Linked DNA regions of Mus musculus: all the other regions are linked to region 4. A link is a contact called in public promoter capture Hi-C data. All regions are on one chromosome and are shown on one strand. Each heading gives the region's core, a stretch centred on a gene start, on an enhancer-like site or on the middle of the called end of the contact. The rest is flanking DNA. Distances are from core to core; before and after follow the strand shown. Region 1 holds the start of Prpf3 (pre-mRNA processing factor 3). Region 2 holds the start of Vps45 (vacuolar protein sorting 45). Region 3 holds the start of Car14 (carbonic anhydrase 14). Region 4 holds the start of Golph3l (golgi phosphoprotein 3-like). Region 5 holds the start of Prune1 (prune exopolyphosphatase).

Region 1 (2,700 bases), core at 26-2,525, 270 kb after region 4:
CAGAGTTCAACATCACCGGTGGCTACATGAGACCTTGTCATAAAAAAAAAAAAAAAAAAAAAAAGATGCAGTCTAATTAGCTCCTACATTCTTGACAGATTTCTCTCTCATAAGATCTGTCAATACACAGTATTTAATACATCTGAATGAATCTGGAAGGCTGTTTCTCAGTGACAACTTTTATGAATAATCCTGGGATAGCTTTTTTGGGCCATCATGAGATAGCAGTATACTGCCTATCAAAAAGAAAGCAACCACAGGCACTAAAAGTGGAGAAGAAAGCCCATTTAAGATAGAATATAGTAAGCACCACCATTCATAAGCCCTTAGGAAAGCAAGTTAATTCCCGAGAGCCTCAGTATACTTATCTTAGAAAATGAGACATCTGGTATAACACTCCATTCAATAAATACTTAAGTTACTATTTCTTGTCAAGCAGAATACTTACTGCATGTAAGGACACACACAGCAGTGAACAAAACAGCCAAGAATCCTCATGTTAATGGGACTTACAACCCACTACAATTGAATAATAGGCTAGAAAGTTTAAGCAATTTTCAAAATCCAGAGTAATAGGTGAAGCATATTAAGCATATTGGATGTAAGCTCAAGAAATATACTAACAAATGGATGTCTTCAAATTCGACCCGAATGTGCAAACGAAACAGTCAATGGATAAGAAAGTTTCAGTCAGTAGAGTTGTCACTAACCAGATGTTCAACTCTAATAGCGAGGGGGCGTCAGCGTCGGTGGGGGGCTGGGGGGTGGAGGGGAAGGGGAAGGGGAAGGGGAGGGAGGCAGAACGCTGTCTTCTGAATGAGCAGGTAGCAGAATCTCATCTTCCGAAGGGATTCCTTACTTTTCTACGCTACAAGCCCCTGGAACCCCATGCTCCGGTCTTTGCTATCTTCCCACCTGGCCCCGGCCCCACCGAGTCCGCGCTAACTCCTCACCTCAGGGCAGGTTTGCCCACCCTGCTGCTTCCCGCCCCCGCCCTTTGCCTTCAGCCAGCCCATTCTGACTTCTTCCCCGGACAGAACCAGGGAGTCCTCCCAGCCTGCTTCCCGCCGAGCACTCCCGCCCTGTCCAGCCGCTCGCACCGAAGGCTACAGCCTTTCGGGCGCGGGGCCACTACTCACCTCACAAACTTCAGCCCCTGAGACGGAGCCCGAACGTTACACCGGAACCGGAAACCTTCCGGTTGCCCTACGGCCCGCCGTCGCTACCGCCACACACCGCCACGCTGCGGTCCCTACGGCACGTGACTACGGAAGGCGGGGCCTCAGCTGCGCAGCCGCGGTATCAAGGTGCCGGCCGCGGGGCGCACGCGCCGCGGGATCCTAAAGCCTAGTCCGCGGGTTGTCCCGGAGCGATGCCAACGTTAGTTCGGGCATTATTTCCCGGAGCAGAAATCGGTTGGCATCACATTCCCTCGGGTCCAAAGAGTTAGTGCGCTAAGATTATCACTTAGAACTAAAAGCAAGGACGTCCACATTCGTACTCAAAGTGTCCTTTCTAGTTTAAAAAAAAAAAAATTGTGATCTCTAGCATTAGCTGCCCTCCCTTAACTTTGCCTCCCTAATTTAAAATCGATACCAGAGACCAGGCAACAAAAAAGAACAGATTCAGAGCTATCCCCTGGCTTCCCATTCGCCAATGAAACACCAAAACCTGCCTCACTTCCTAACCTCTAGGGATAACAGTATTCCAATTGCTAGCTCAGCCTCAGAAACCAGACTACTTTCTCGCTTGTCGCTTTCTGCCTTGCATGGCTCTTTACTAAGAAAACTACAAGATTTGCACTCCACTCTACTTCGGGTTTGTGCTCAAATTAGCCTTAGAGAAGCCTTTCTGGCCGCCCTATTTAATTTTGATACTTGACGCTCTAGAGTCCCACTTTTTTTTTCTTTTTTCTTTTTTTTTTCCTTATTGTACTTGTAGTATCATCTACCGTATTCATAAAAGTTAACTTAGGCTTTGTACTAGTCAGGGTTCTCTAGAGTCATAGAACTTATGGGTAGTCTCTGTATAGTAAGGGGATTTGTTGATGACTTACAGTCTGTAGTCCAAGTCCCAACAATGGGCAGCAGCAGCTATGAAAGGAAGTTCAAGGATCTAGCAGTTGCTCAGTCCCACAAGACAAGCAGGTGGAGAAGAGAGAGAGAATCTTCCTTCTTCCAATGTCCTTATGTAGGTCTCCAGCAGAAGGTGTGGCCCAGATGAAAGGTGTGTGCCACCAAGCCTTCAACTCAAAGATCCCCCAGTCTTAATTTTCTGGAATTTATAGCCACTATGCCTCAAGATCTCCGTGCCAAGATCCAGGTCAGAAATTGTATATCTCAGCCTCCAGATTAGGATCACAGGTGAGCCTTCCAATTCTGAATTGTAGTTCATTCCAAATATAGTCAAGTAGATAACCAGGAATAGCCACCACACGCTTAGTGCTTATACTTACAGTAACACTCATACAATTAAGTACTTAATAAATACTTGTCTACCATGGCAAGTTCCCCACTACACATCCCCCAAATAAAATGTAAAACTTTTTTTTTTTTTTTTTTTTTTTTTTTAAGGAATGGCAGTTCCTCTGGGAAAGGTGGGGGTAGTGGATAGAGGTTAGATAAGGGACATCAAATGCAGTTAGGTAAGAGAAAGTACTTCTGGGACTGGAGAGATGGCTCAGTGGTTAAGAGCACTGAC
Region 2 (2,700 bases), core at 124-2,623, 470 kb after region 4:
TGACTGTGTGTAGACCATACTCACTATACCAGTCTGTAAAGCAAAAGAACGAACTAAGATTATACTAGTCCGGACTAGTAAAAACATGCATCAATAGTTAAGCCTTTTGCCACTAATATTTGAGTAGGTAATTTAAATTCTAATATACAGAATAATATTTACCTAATATCCAAAACAGGCTGTAATGTGTTAGAATGAAAACCTACCACTCTCTCTGAACATGAACAACTCAGAAACTTCTAAAGAGGATCTTCACCATTCCTTTACAATTCCTTTTTTAAAGTTGTGGTCAACAAATAGCCTGTTATTTCAGCTGAACCCCAACAATTTACTTTTAAAAACAACGTTGAGTAAAGTCTTCCCTGTGTCGCCAGTAACAATTTCTTTGCAGACACTCTTTCAGGTGTAAGAAGTCTCTTGGCACCAGTTAGAGCTGGTTAGACTGCACACCCACTGGGAAAGCATTCTACAACTTTCCCAGTGCCAGACAGACTTGATCATCGTCATCAGTGAAATGCTAAGTTCTACAGCGGAACGGGGCCAGCAATTCTAAAGGAAGGGAGAGCTTCCTTTATAAATACTGAGCAAAAGCAAACTCACCGTTTCTTTATCCATGAGAAGTACCTTCATGCCCGGCCCGCTGTCCTCTATCATTTTGGAAATATACTGCTTCACAGCAAAGACCACATTCATGGTGGCGAATTGACAGGTGCCCCACAGCCCTTCCCACCCACTTTCCTGGCTGAATTAACCTCAGGCCTGTTGGGTCTCAGCTGCTTCCGGTCGCCAAAGCCTCGGCTTCCGGGAGTCCGGGTAGCTCCGATACTGGGAATTGTAGTTCCTCCGTGGAGTCCGGGACTCAGACTCAGCAGCTAAGCGACGGTGCCATTCCCGACGCTTCTCGGTAGGGAGTGGAAGGCAGCCTGTTTCCCCGAACCCGCGCTGTGCTGGCTTCTGGTCCTGAGTAGGGAAGCGCTTGGCGCACCGCGGGATACAGCTCTCTCGGACACTGTTTGCTGAGCATCTTTTCTGAAGCCCTCGCACGTCATCGTAGCACTGGGCAGGCTGGGGCAGCGGGGTCCCAGGTCTGTACTGCATAGCAAGTTCTCTGATAGCCCAGGCTAGGTTACAGAGGCAGCCCCGGTTTTCTAAAGTATCCAAACAAAGTAGCATCAAGAGACGGCATTTTGTATTTGGTAGGTCATAGAATGAGACTCAACTGGGTTTCCTAAAGAGAGAAGGGGAGCTGAAATTCATCACGTTTGTTGAATGAAGAAACAATGGGAACGCTATTTAGAGATGTTGTAGACCTTAGAGACCCCAGGAAGGCGCGGAGCTTCCACCCGCCCCCTACTCAGGACCGCTGGGACTGCGAGCTCGCGGCGCCCAAAGTACTGAATTTGGTTGGCTTTCAGGGACGCCGGGTTTCCAGGGCCCCTGCAATGGGCGGGGACAGTTAATTCATTGGGGCCGGAACAAAACCAACTTGAGAATTTAAAGGTAAACACATTTTTAATCTAAGAAGCAAGAACAATTAGCAATCAACTGGATCTTAAAGCTTCAGTTTCCAAAAAATTCAACAGATGACACACTATTATCACACTTCGGATCAAGGTGTTTTGTTCCTCACCTTCTTACAATAGAGAACTGTACAACCAGGAAGACAAATAACTGCAACAAATCATTGGCTATTAGTGCTTCAAATATTTACACCAAAATAATGACGTGTGTGAGATGTGAAACTGCAAAGGATCACCAGAGGTGAGAAGGAGATTTTAAGAGAGGGAGACCCGGATAGACATAGTATTGGAATACAAGGGAATGAATACAAGGAGCACAAAACAGACAGACTATTTAGTAGAGGAAGGGGACCAGGGAGCTTTAGGAACCGCGGGGTTAGGGGTAGAGGGGCTGGAGGCAGGAAAAAAAGGAAACACATTAGAATGAGATATTATTGTCATGTGTATAAATGCCATTATGAGACTCATTGAGAATGCTAATTTAAAAAATTAATTTAAAATCAACACAGCACCACTAAATACTAGTTTTTTCAACATACTGTAAGAAATATGCGGTTAAATAGAATAGAAGAACTTAATCGGGTTATGCAAATTATGCGAAGTTTCCAAATCCCTTGAGGAAGACTAGAAGTCACTTGAAATACAGGTATTTGTCACTTCTAAAATTGTGAAAATGTGTTCTTTTCAGTTTTCCAGTCAATAAATAAACCAGTAAATAAAACTTCCCATTGGGCACAGTACAGGTTTTGAGACTTTCTTTCTTCTTCCTTTTTGTTTGAATAAGGCTTTGCAATGTAACACGGGCTGACTTTGAACGCGTGACCCCTCAGTGTCTGCAGTGCTGGAGTTACTGGTGTGCATATGTTTTGACAGAAGCCTTAAAGCTTTATATTAAACGAGTCAGTGGGATATTAACTACACACAAATGAGATCTAATGTTATATACAATCCTGTTTTATCAGCAAAAAAGTTCATATATTATAGAAAACTGACTCATCAAAGAAAATAAAATTTACCCACAAATCTAGCAAGTTACTGGTATCTGAAAAATCACCATCACCCATGTTGCTTGGATTCTATTTCCTTACCTGGACTGTAATATAGTATGTCATATTTTTTCAACTTTCTGTATCTTAAAAAGAACAAGCCAGCAGTGGTGTCACACACCTTTAATCCCAGC
Region 3 (2,773 bases), core at 36-2,535, 320 kb after region 4:
CTTTCCAAATTGTTTCTTCTCAGAAGAGATTTGTGACTCCTCATTTTCTTTTGGATCCCTTGGTCCCATCTTCCTCTCGCTTTCTAGATAATCCCCCCCCCCACCTCGTCCTTCCAATAAACTTTAATCCCTCACCTACTATGTGCTGGATACAGAATGGGGCCTGAGAAGCACAAAAACAGGGTGTAGAAACCAGGCATGGGGAGGCAGAGCCAAGCAGGTCTAACCTCAGCTACAGAGTGAGTTTGAGATAGGTCTGGCCACGTGAAACCTTGTCTCAAAAAAAAAAGTAAATAAAAATAAGCAATAACAACAAAAAAAGTTGTGGGAATCCTTCAGGCGTTCCAGAAACAACTTAGCTTGTTTTCTCCAACGTCTCCCCACCTCTCTCCTAATCCTGAAAGCCCTTTGTACACTATAAAGAGCTGAGCAAACGTTTAGTCGTGTTCCTTTCAGGGAAATGGACCAGCTGCCCCTGCCCCTTGGCAGGTAATGGAGTTATCCTTTGATCAGCAGAGGGTCGGGGTCTGAGTCGGGCAGGACTGCAGCACGTGTCCCTTCTCACCCCTGCTCTCCCTAACCAGCAGAGTGCGTAAACAAAGACGGGCAGGAGGGCTGCCCGGGACTAGGGCAGTGGGGAAAGAGTGGACTGGAGAACTGTAGCTGGCCGAGTGTCCTACACTCCTGAGCATTCACACACTGGCCTCTGGCTAGCTCTCCCTGTCGCAGAGATAGCAGTAATCGCTGGGTTAGAGAGGAAAAGGAAAAGAATGGAAGGATCTCCTCCATAGTCTTTCTCCCACCCCATGCCTCCCCCCCCTACCCCCCAGCCCCTAGGCTTCCCTTTCTGAAACCTCTCCTCCCCCACATAAGTACACATGGCTACGGGTGGACATTAGCACAGACCCAGTTGTACCTACCCCCATCTGCAGCCAGGATCCAAGTCACCTTTAACAGGAGAGCGAAGAACAACATATTATCCCCACAATGGGGTACAAGGGACCAGGAATTTGGGGTTTAGAAGAGAGAGGTGGAGAGGGAGGGAGAGAGAGGAGTTTCTGGCGTTCTATCTCTTTTCTTCTTGTCTCTGTCTCTGCAGACTTCCAGGGACTTGATTTTCCACAGGTTAACACGAACTTCTGGATCCCAGGATAAATTTCTTCCTCTCTCACTTTCTCTCTCTTCCTCTCTCTGCCCTCTCCGTATGTCCCTTCGTAATCTCCACACCACTTACTGGCCAGCAACTTCACAGTTGCCTCCCGCTTTTAAGGTGGCTCGAAACCGGTGTACGTGAGGAGGGGGGTGGTGCCTGGGCTGCAGCCGAGCAGCTCCTTAAATAGCGGATTAGGCATGCAGGATGGCCCAGCAGAGCCCAGCGCCCTGGCCTTGGCTCAGGACCCTGGAGTGAGCTCTTCCTTTGCTATTTACACTGCCGCTCGTACGGGTGTCCCCTGGAACTCTCGGTCAGGGAAGGGGGGTTTCGCACCTCTCCCTCCCAGGACACCGTGTTCTCATTCCCCTGCCTGAGGAGCACATCCCTGGGTGGTATGGGACTGCTGGTGGGGAACCTGTTTCTGAAACCAAGAGAAGTTGAGCTGGTTGGAACCAGAAAGAATTCAGATTCGGGAGATAGGAGAACAGAAGTTGGAGGCTCAGGGAGCAGGTGGGGAGTGGAAAGTCAAACTTTAAAATCTGGATTGTGGAGAGCAAGAAGTGGGGCGAGGAGAATATTTGTCTTCTGCCTCGTCTTTCTCTGGCGCCTGTCACCACCCCCTTCCCTTGGTGAGGCTTAGGTCCACGTGCCTGTGTAGCCTGGGGTGGGGGTGCGGTTTTGTTTGCCGGATAAAGCCCATTTGTGTGCACAGCGGGGGAGGGGTTGTCGCAGCACCAGGGAGAGACAGCATTCTAACTACCAGATCCAGCCACCTCCCTCCCCAGGGAGCCCAGATCTAGGGCGCCTTTTGTCACTGAAGAGGACACTGACCCCTAGCAGAGAGGCCGGGCAGGAGGAGTGATGGGTGACTGTAGAAACAATTACTGTCACCATGAGAAAAAGGCGGACTCCAAAGAAAGAGAGGGGAGGGGCCATAGAAAGGCCATGTGACCAGGTGGGTGAGGGGTCCAGGGGCTTCCCGCCCACCCAACAAAGGGTCCAGGCAGGTCCTGTGGGATCAAGTGAAACTTGCTGTGGTGGAACTGAGTTTGCTAGTGGAGCATGGAGGCTGCGTGGCGTCTCAGGAATGTGGCTGGTGTGCGCTCCCCCACGGGACTAGAAATCCCGATCGGAATGTACATCCTAAGTCCCTCATTAGTGAGTGTGAAGACCACAGATAATTTCAAGCTAGATGGTGAAATCTCTCCTCCATAACCTCTGTGAGGTCTTTCTGCCCTCCTTACTCCTATCAAGTAGCAATAAATAGCCAAAACAAAGGAGCAGAAGCCAAACAAGGGCACGGGATAAAAGCCAAATGAACAGAATAATGCATGTGCCAGGTCATCACTCCTGCGGAGACAGGAGCTCAGAGTGCTTTTCTGTCCCACGACTGAGCTTCAGAGTAAGGACTTTTTAAAAATATATATATATATTTAAAATACACACACACACACACACACACACACACACACACACACACAACGTTTTATCGCTTTGCGAATACTTCATCCCCTAAAAAAAAGTTTCCGTCTTAAAGTTCTTCCAAAGCCTCATCCAGTCCCATCTAGGAAGAATAAAAGATGTGAATACAAGTTAAGATTTCTTTGGTGTCCGGAAAGT
Region 4 (2,700 bases), core at 164-2,663:
GAAGGTGTGCCTTCTGTACCTCTGAAAATTATTTTGTAGTTCATAGTTATTAAACTAATAAAAGTTTTAGCTATTATATTGTGTTTACCTGAGATAAATCCAAGGGAACTTTTGACTAAACAAAAATACAAATGTCATTGATTCTGCTCATATCCACTGAATACAACCTGCCTTCTATTTTAAAGAAAGCTTTTTTTTTAAATGTGTTAAGTTTTAAGGCCCTCTAAAACCATTTTTGAAGTGTTTATTCTGACTTTAAAATTCTGTAAGGATACACTTTTTACTTATGTTAAAACTGTACCATTTACTTGGTGCTATTAAAACAATGTTTGCTATTTTGATATAGTGTGTTATTAACAACTTTTTTTTTTTAATATTTATTTATTTATTATATGTAAGTACACTGTAGCTGTCTTCAGACACACCAGAAGAGGGCATCAGATTTCATTACAGATGGTTATGAGCCACCATGTGGTTGCTGGGATTTGAACTCATGACCTTTGGAAGAGCAGTCGGCACTCTTAACCGCTGAGCCATCTCACCAGCCCTATTAACAACTTTTAAATATGTATTTAGAGCAAAAATGATAAAAGCAATGGCCAATAAAAAAAAGACCGGCATCTTAATACCATGACTAAGATGCTCAGTGTGCAGGGTCTTTCAGGGCTTCTAGTTATTTAATTAACAGAAAGTGTTCAGCTATTAATTTTGAGAGAATTTAAGTAAGTATATCTTTCGCGAGGTGGACACATTTTAGAACTTTTGAGTGGTAGTGTGAACAATTGTTTTGCTGAGAGACCTGGAACCTAGCCCCACCCAAGCTATTTGCTTCCTTTGCTTCAGAAAAGGAAGACCTAAAAACTTGATCTGTTTCCGTCTTGTAATTTTAGCAGCCATATTCCAAACTGTACAGTAGCTACAGGATTATCAAAGTGGGATAACATCCCTCTAGAGCTGTTATGTGTGTAATAGTACCCATGCTGTTCAGTATAAACAGCACAAACCGAGTCAGATTACGTTTTTCTAGAGGCAAAGTTAAGCTCAGAGTTTACTCTTAGCCTTATTGCTTGGATGCCAACATTTCTTAACCAGCAGTGCCAATACAGACAGCTACAGAAAAACACCTGCTACACTGAAATTGGCCAACAGAATCCTTTCGTGATTGGCAGCACTGTGCTATCTCACAGAATACTTTGATTGGGTAATTTCATCGGGGTGGGATGCAGCCTTTTCCTCGCAGCCACCGAGGTTCCTTCATTGGACAGACCAGCTGTCAGGTTGAACCCAAACCTGCCTCCTTTTGGTGATGTTTGTCTGGATCGCAACACAATAGCCCGGAGGACCTCCCCTCGTAAGCTCCGATTGGCTAGAGTCAAACTTGGGGGTTTCTGATTGGCCCAATGAAGAAACACCAAGGTAGGTTGCCTAGTGATCCTGAGGAAGCTGATGTGTTATTCCCTCTCTGCAACGAAGGATCAGGAAGTTTGTACTCTCTGTGTGGCTGAGAAGTTTTTCACCTACTGGAACCCGCCTAGGGTACGGGAAACAGGTGCCCTCCAAAACGAGAGCGCGAACTGCAGCCTACGTCCCACTGCAGCTCAGGAGCAACGTCAGGTGAGCAAATATAACACTTCTTAACATCCAACAGAGCTGGTCAGTATTTTACTTTAGAGAGAAAGGGTGGTTTTTACTTATTTGTTGTTGCTCATCATGTTTTCAAGTAGGGTATTTTAACTAATAAGTGGCCACAGGGAAATGATGAATTCCTCAAAGAAAATTGCCCCCATTCTCCCCGGGGTGTTAAAGTTTCTTGGATTGGGTTTGGAAATAATGCCAAATGGAATTGGCACCCTAAGGCATTGTTCTGTGTTCTGTTCCTTCACTCTTCTTACTTCCCCTGAAAATTATATTTGAAATATACGCTTGTATGAAGAATTGTTTGTAAGACTCTTGGTGTGTATTTCTGGTGCTGTTTAATGAGTATATATTTATTTGAGCAGTTAAAACGTTAAAGATATTGTGCTAGTTGCTATGGAGAATATAAAAATTAAAAGATGACAATATTTCAGCCCTGGAGAAGTTTAATGTAACAGACAGCCATAACAAAAGAGGGACTATAATAAACATTTTAAAGGGCTTAAGTATAAATTTCTGTTTACATACAACTGAAGAAAAATCCATTTCTAAGTGTTTAATATATGCATAGTGGAGAGATAGAATTCACCTTAAGGCCTCACTTGTCTTTAGTAGGCCTTCAAAGACTGGACAGACAGTATTTAGGGAGGAAAGGAAAAGGAAGAAAACTCCAAGATCACAAGGATCAGAGGCAGAAAGAAAGCAAGATAAAATTGTTGAACTAGGCACAACCATAGCACATTTTAAATATTATTCTTTTGACCTCAAAGATATATAATTGCTGATAGTTTTTGACTTGCTTTTAATCATAAAAATTGACATTTATACCAGGCAGTGGTGACACACCTCTAATTCCAGCACTTGGGGAGCAGAGGCAGGTGGATCTCTAAGTTCAAGGCCAGCCTGGTCTACATAATGAATTCCAAGATAGCTAGGACATTTACACAGAGCAACCCTGTTTTGTTTCGTTCTAAACAAACGAAAAATAAAATACATTTACATTTGTATGAACTGTGCTAACTTTAAGCTTTATCACAGATGACTTAGACAAGTGTAATGCTTAGT
Region 5 (2,700 bases), core at 107-2,606, 310 kb before region 4:
GAACTAGAGGCCTGTGGCTACCATACCGAGCTAAGTTATTTGAAAGGAAGATGCCTATCTGTTTCTTCAGGGGCAGAGAAACTTACAGCAGGGGGCCAGGTGACTTGGAGCCTTTAAAGGGAAGAGCGACCTAATGCCACACAGCCTGTCAACACAGCTGGGCGAGTCCAGCTGGTTCAGGAAGCACCAAAAATAAGCTACAAAGAATTCAGGGCCGTGCTTATGGTTTAGATTCCAAACACACTTTGTGTTTATCCCTTACCAAGGAGGCGGTATTTTTACGTGTGTGTGTGTGTGTGTGTGTGTGTGTGTGTGTGTGTGTATGCGCACGCGCCTGCATTAACACTAAAGGAGAACACTGGAAGCAAAGGAATGTAAGTTGTGGGTCAACATATATGCCTGATGAATTATTCTGTATATTTGGCATAAAAACAAAGATTTAAAGTAAAACACCACGACCGCCTCTACCTAGGAGGGAAAAAAAAAAAAGGCAAACCGCCATTCAGAGGCAATAAAGCGGTGCACCCAGTGCCCTCCACTCCCAGAGGTTCACCTGGACCCAGTGGGCTGAAGCCCGCTTGCGGGAGGGAAACTGAGAGGGGCGGGGAGAAGGGAGAGACACACCTCGCCGGGCGAGGCTGGCGGCCGCCGCACAGGTTCTGCCGAAGGACCCGACTCAAGCAAACCAAGAGACTCCTTTCTCCGGGCTCTCCCGCCTATGGCCGAAGGGCTTGGTCCTCTAGCTCCCCCGCGTCCATCTCTGTGATCCCTCCACACCGACCGTCCGGGCTCCCCAGATCCCACACCTTCGTCCTTCCCAGACCCCACGCTGCATTCCTTTCGGTCACGGACTGGGACCCGTTACCTGCAAAGCGGCTCGACAGTCCTGCAGGTAGTCCTCCATGGTAAAGCCCGAGGTGTGCCGTTGCCCCTCAGCCAGGAGAGGTAACCCGGCAGAATGTACCCCGCCCTAGACCTAGGGTCTAGAGCCGAGAGTCAGGGGGCGGGACTCGAACCCGCCACTAAAGGGTTCGGCCTCCGAACCCCAGGAGGAAGTGCGTAATCCGGCACTCCGGGAGTCCGGCGTTGCCCCGCCCCCCAGCGGCAGAGGCTGGGTTCTGAGCCCAAAGACTCATGGGACGTCAAGGAGGAGTATGGTATATCGCGGTGCCTCCTGGGAAATGTAGTCCAGCAGCTCGTGTTTGTCCTCAAGTGAGCAGTTTTCGGAGGGCTATGACATGCAAATTGTGTATGTGTCACAATAACTCGCCTTTATGGCATCTGAACTTGCAGATAGGACTAAGTATAGTACCTTTCCATATATTACACCGAAAATCTGTTCGAGATTGATGTAAATTAATCTCTCAATTTTTTTTAAAATACAAATTCTTTCTATCTAGCCCAACCTGTCTGGAATTTGTAATCTTTCTCCTCAGTTTCCTGAATACTGGATTCACAGGCCTGGTTTGGTTAGGACTTTAAATTACAACATTGCTGTACATATTATTTATTAAAATAGCTTCCCTGGTTAGGTGTTTTTTCTTTCTTTTTTTTAAATTCTCCCCTTTACCAAACTGACAAATCGTGATCAATGTGTTTGTTCACGATAGGAAAACATTACCATAATGTTTGACTTGTTTTCTTAAAACCTACTGTCGTGCCAACTCTTCCTCCTTCTTCATAGCCTTTCTTCTACAGCCTGAGCAAATACTCCTCATTCATGGGCTGTTGCAACCGTGACTTTGCTTCCTGGGTCTCTGTTGCAACAGTTCTCTCGGCTTTCCGAGTTGCTTGAAGCCTTATCCTTTGGCCGTCACATCAATAGAGTTTAGAGGAGCCTTCAGAACCTAAGGCTGGGTTCCAACATCCCTTAACTGCCACTTGCGTGTCCCAGGGCAGACTACTTGGGGGGAAAATGTCCCTTCATCATAACATGTTCCCTCATTTTTTAATCTATCCCCAGATCGTCCTGCTTCTCGGGGAGGTGAGAAGAGGCAGAAGAGCGTCTTCCTCGCCCCCGACCAGGTACACAGCTGAACCAGTTTCATTCCTAGCCTTTCAAAAAAAGCATACGGGGAAGAAGGGAAGCCTTGGGAAAGAGCTCAGGGGCTCCAGAAAACCAGGAGTGGGAATTTTCTTTCTTATTGAACGAGTACATATGCAAACACAACGCCCTTCCGCCCTGCTTTCTTGGCTCCAGAGCAGAGGGCTGCGGCGGGCATCCAGGGAGGTCTAATCAACAGCCGCTGTCCCGCCCTGCTCCTCCGGGCTCTGCCAGGCCGCTTGCTTTTCCCGGTTCTCACCAGAGAGGCACACGCGCTCCGTCCCTTCCAGCGGCAGGCGGAGGGAAGAGAAAGGGTCTGTTGTTTTTCTCTCTTCCTTTCTGCGGCTCACCGGGCTGCTGACCGGCTCAGACAGCCCTGATGGAAATCCTCGGTAGCTGAGCAGGCCCCTCCTCCTCCTCCTCCTCTAGGGACCGCGTCCTTGGCTAATTTGTCTTTGTCCGGACAGGGGGAAAAGAGGGACAGAGAGAAGAAAAAGAAAAACCACAAACTTCCTTTGAAAGCCAGTTTGTAGGCACGGCCTGGAGCGCACGCCGGAGGCTCGGTGACTCGGGAATCCTGAAGACTCTGGGAAGCCAGGCGGGACCGCCTGCGCTGTGCCTTGCTTGTCCTCGGCCCCGACCCTGCTCCAGCGTCC

Evidence for each region. Promoter capture Hi-C pulls out the DNA fragments that hold promoters and counts their contacts. Capture Hi-C pulls out chosen DNA fragments and counts their contacts.
Region 1: a contact with region 4 is called in a promoter capture Hi-C map of pancreatic islet. The contact joins the promoter of Prpf3 here to the promoter of Golph3l in region 4. A contact is called at or near these places in 12 of 39 promoter capture datasets (the 3T3-L1 cell line, the C10 cell line, cranial neural crest and 8 more), 2 of 484 Hi-C or Micro-C datasets (the HPC-5 cell line and bone marrow-derived macrophages), 2 of 115 datasets of contacts at active chromatin or transcription factors (large pre-B cells and microglia) and 4 of 9 other capture datasets (adipose tissue, liver, macrophages and 1 more).
Region 2: a contact with region 4 is called in a promoter capture Hi-C map of second pharyngeal arch cranial neural crest. The contact joins the promoter of Vps45 here to the promoter of Golph3l in region 4. A contact is called at or near these places in 2 of 39 promoter capture datasets (liver and second pharyngeal arch cranial neural crest), 1 of 15 datasets of contacts at CTCF or cohesin (the NIH/3T3 cell line) and 1 of 115 datasets of contacts at active chromatin or transcription factors (effector CD8 T cells).
Region 3: a contact with region 4 is called in a promoter capture Hi-C map of hematopoietic stem and progenitor cells, with 2.6 times the contacts expected there. The contact joins the promoter of Car14 here to the promoter of Golph3l in region 4. A contact is called at or near these places in 2 of 39 promoter capture datasets (hematopoietic stem and progenitor cells and stem cell-derived epiblast-like cells), 1 of 15 datasets of contacts at CTCF or cohesin (the NIH/3T3 cell line), 3 of 115 datasets of contacts at active chromatin or transcription factors (bone marrow-derived macrophages, embryonic stem cells and pancreatic cancer cells) and 2 of 9 other capture datasets (adipose tissue and pancreatic islet).
Region 5: a contact with region 4 is called in a promoter capture Hi-C map of adipose tissue. The contact joins the promoter of Prune1 here to the promoter of Golph3l in region 4. A contact is called at or near these places in 3 of 39 promoter capture datasets (cranial neural crest, hippocampal neurons and stem cell-derived epiblast-like cells), 1 of 484 Hi-C or Micro-C datasets (muscle stem cells), 1 of 115 datasets of contacts at active chromatin or transcription factors (effector CD8 T cells) and 2 of 9 other capture datasets (adipose tissue and pancreatic islet).

What each region holds. Positions count from the first base shown.
Region 1 is chr3:95,854,610-95,857,309 of GRCm38.p6, forward strand. Prpf3 (pre-mRNA processing factor 3) reads right to left here and starts at 1,276. Exons shown (of 16, transcript NM_001316751.2): 1 at 1,140-1,276.
Region 2 is chr3:96,057,082-96,059,781 of GRCm38.p6, forward strand. It overlaps Vps45 (vacuolar protein sorting 45), which reads right to left and starts at 1,374. Exons shown (of 15, transcript NM_013841.3): 1 at 601-1,374; 2 at 1-33. The coding sequence starts at 693.
Region 3 is chr3:95,903,400-95,906,172 of GRCm38.p6, forward strand. Car14 (carbonic anhydrase 14) reads right to left here and starts at 1,286. Exons shown (of 11, transcript NM_011797.3): 1 at 921-1,286. The coding sequence starts at 975.
Region 4 is chr3:95,587,521-95,590,220 of GRCm38.p6, forward strand. Golph3l (golgi phosphoprotein 3-like) reads left to right here and starts at 1,414. Exons shown (of 5, transcript NM_146133.3): 1 at 1,414-1,614. The coding sequence starts at 1,447. Hormad1 (HORMA domain containing 1) reads left to right here. Exons shown (of 15, transcript NM_001289532.1): 15 at 1-340. It overlaps Gm40097 (a long non-coding RNA gene), which reads right to left and starts at 1,297. Exons shown (of 3, transcript XR_867468.2): 1 at 1,125-1,297.
Region 5 is chr3:95,280,720-95,283,419 of GRCm38.p6, forward strand. Prune1 (prune exopolyphosphatase) reads right to left here and starts at 1,357. Exons shown (of 8, transcript NM_173347.2): 1 at 866-1,357. The coding sequence starts at 904. Mindy1 (MINDY lysine 48 deubiquitinase 1) reads left to right here and starts at 2,216. Exons shown (of 10, transcript NM_199475.1): 1 at 2,216-2,700.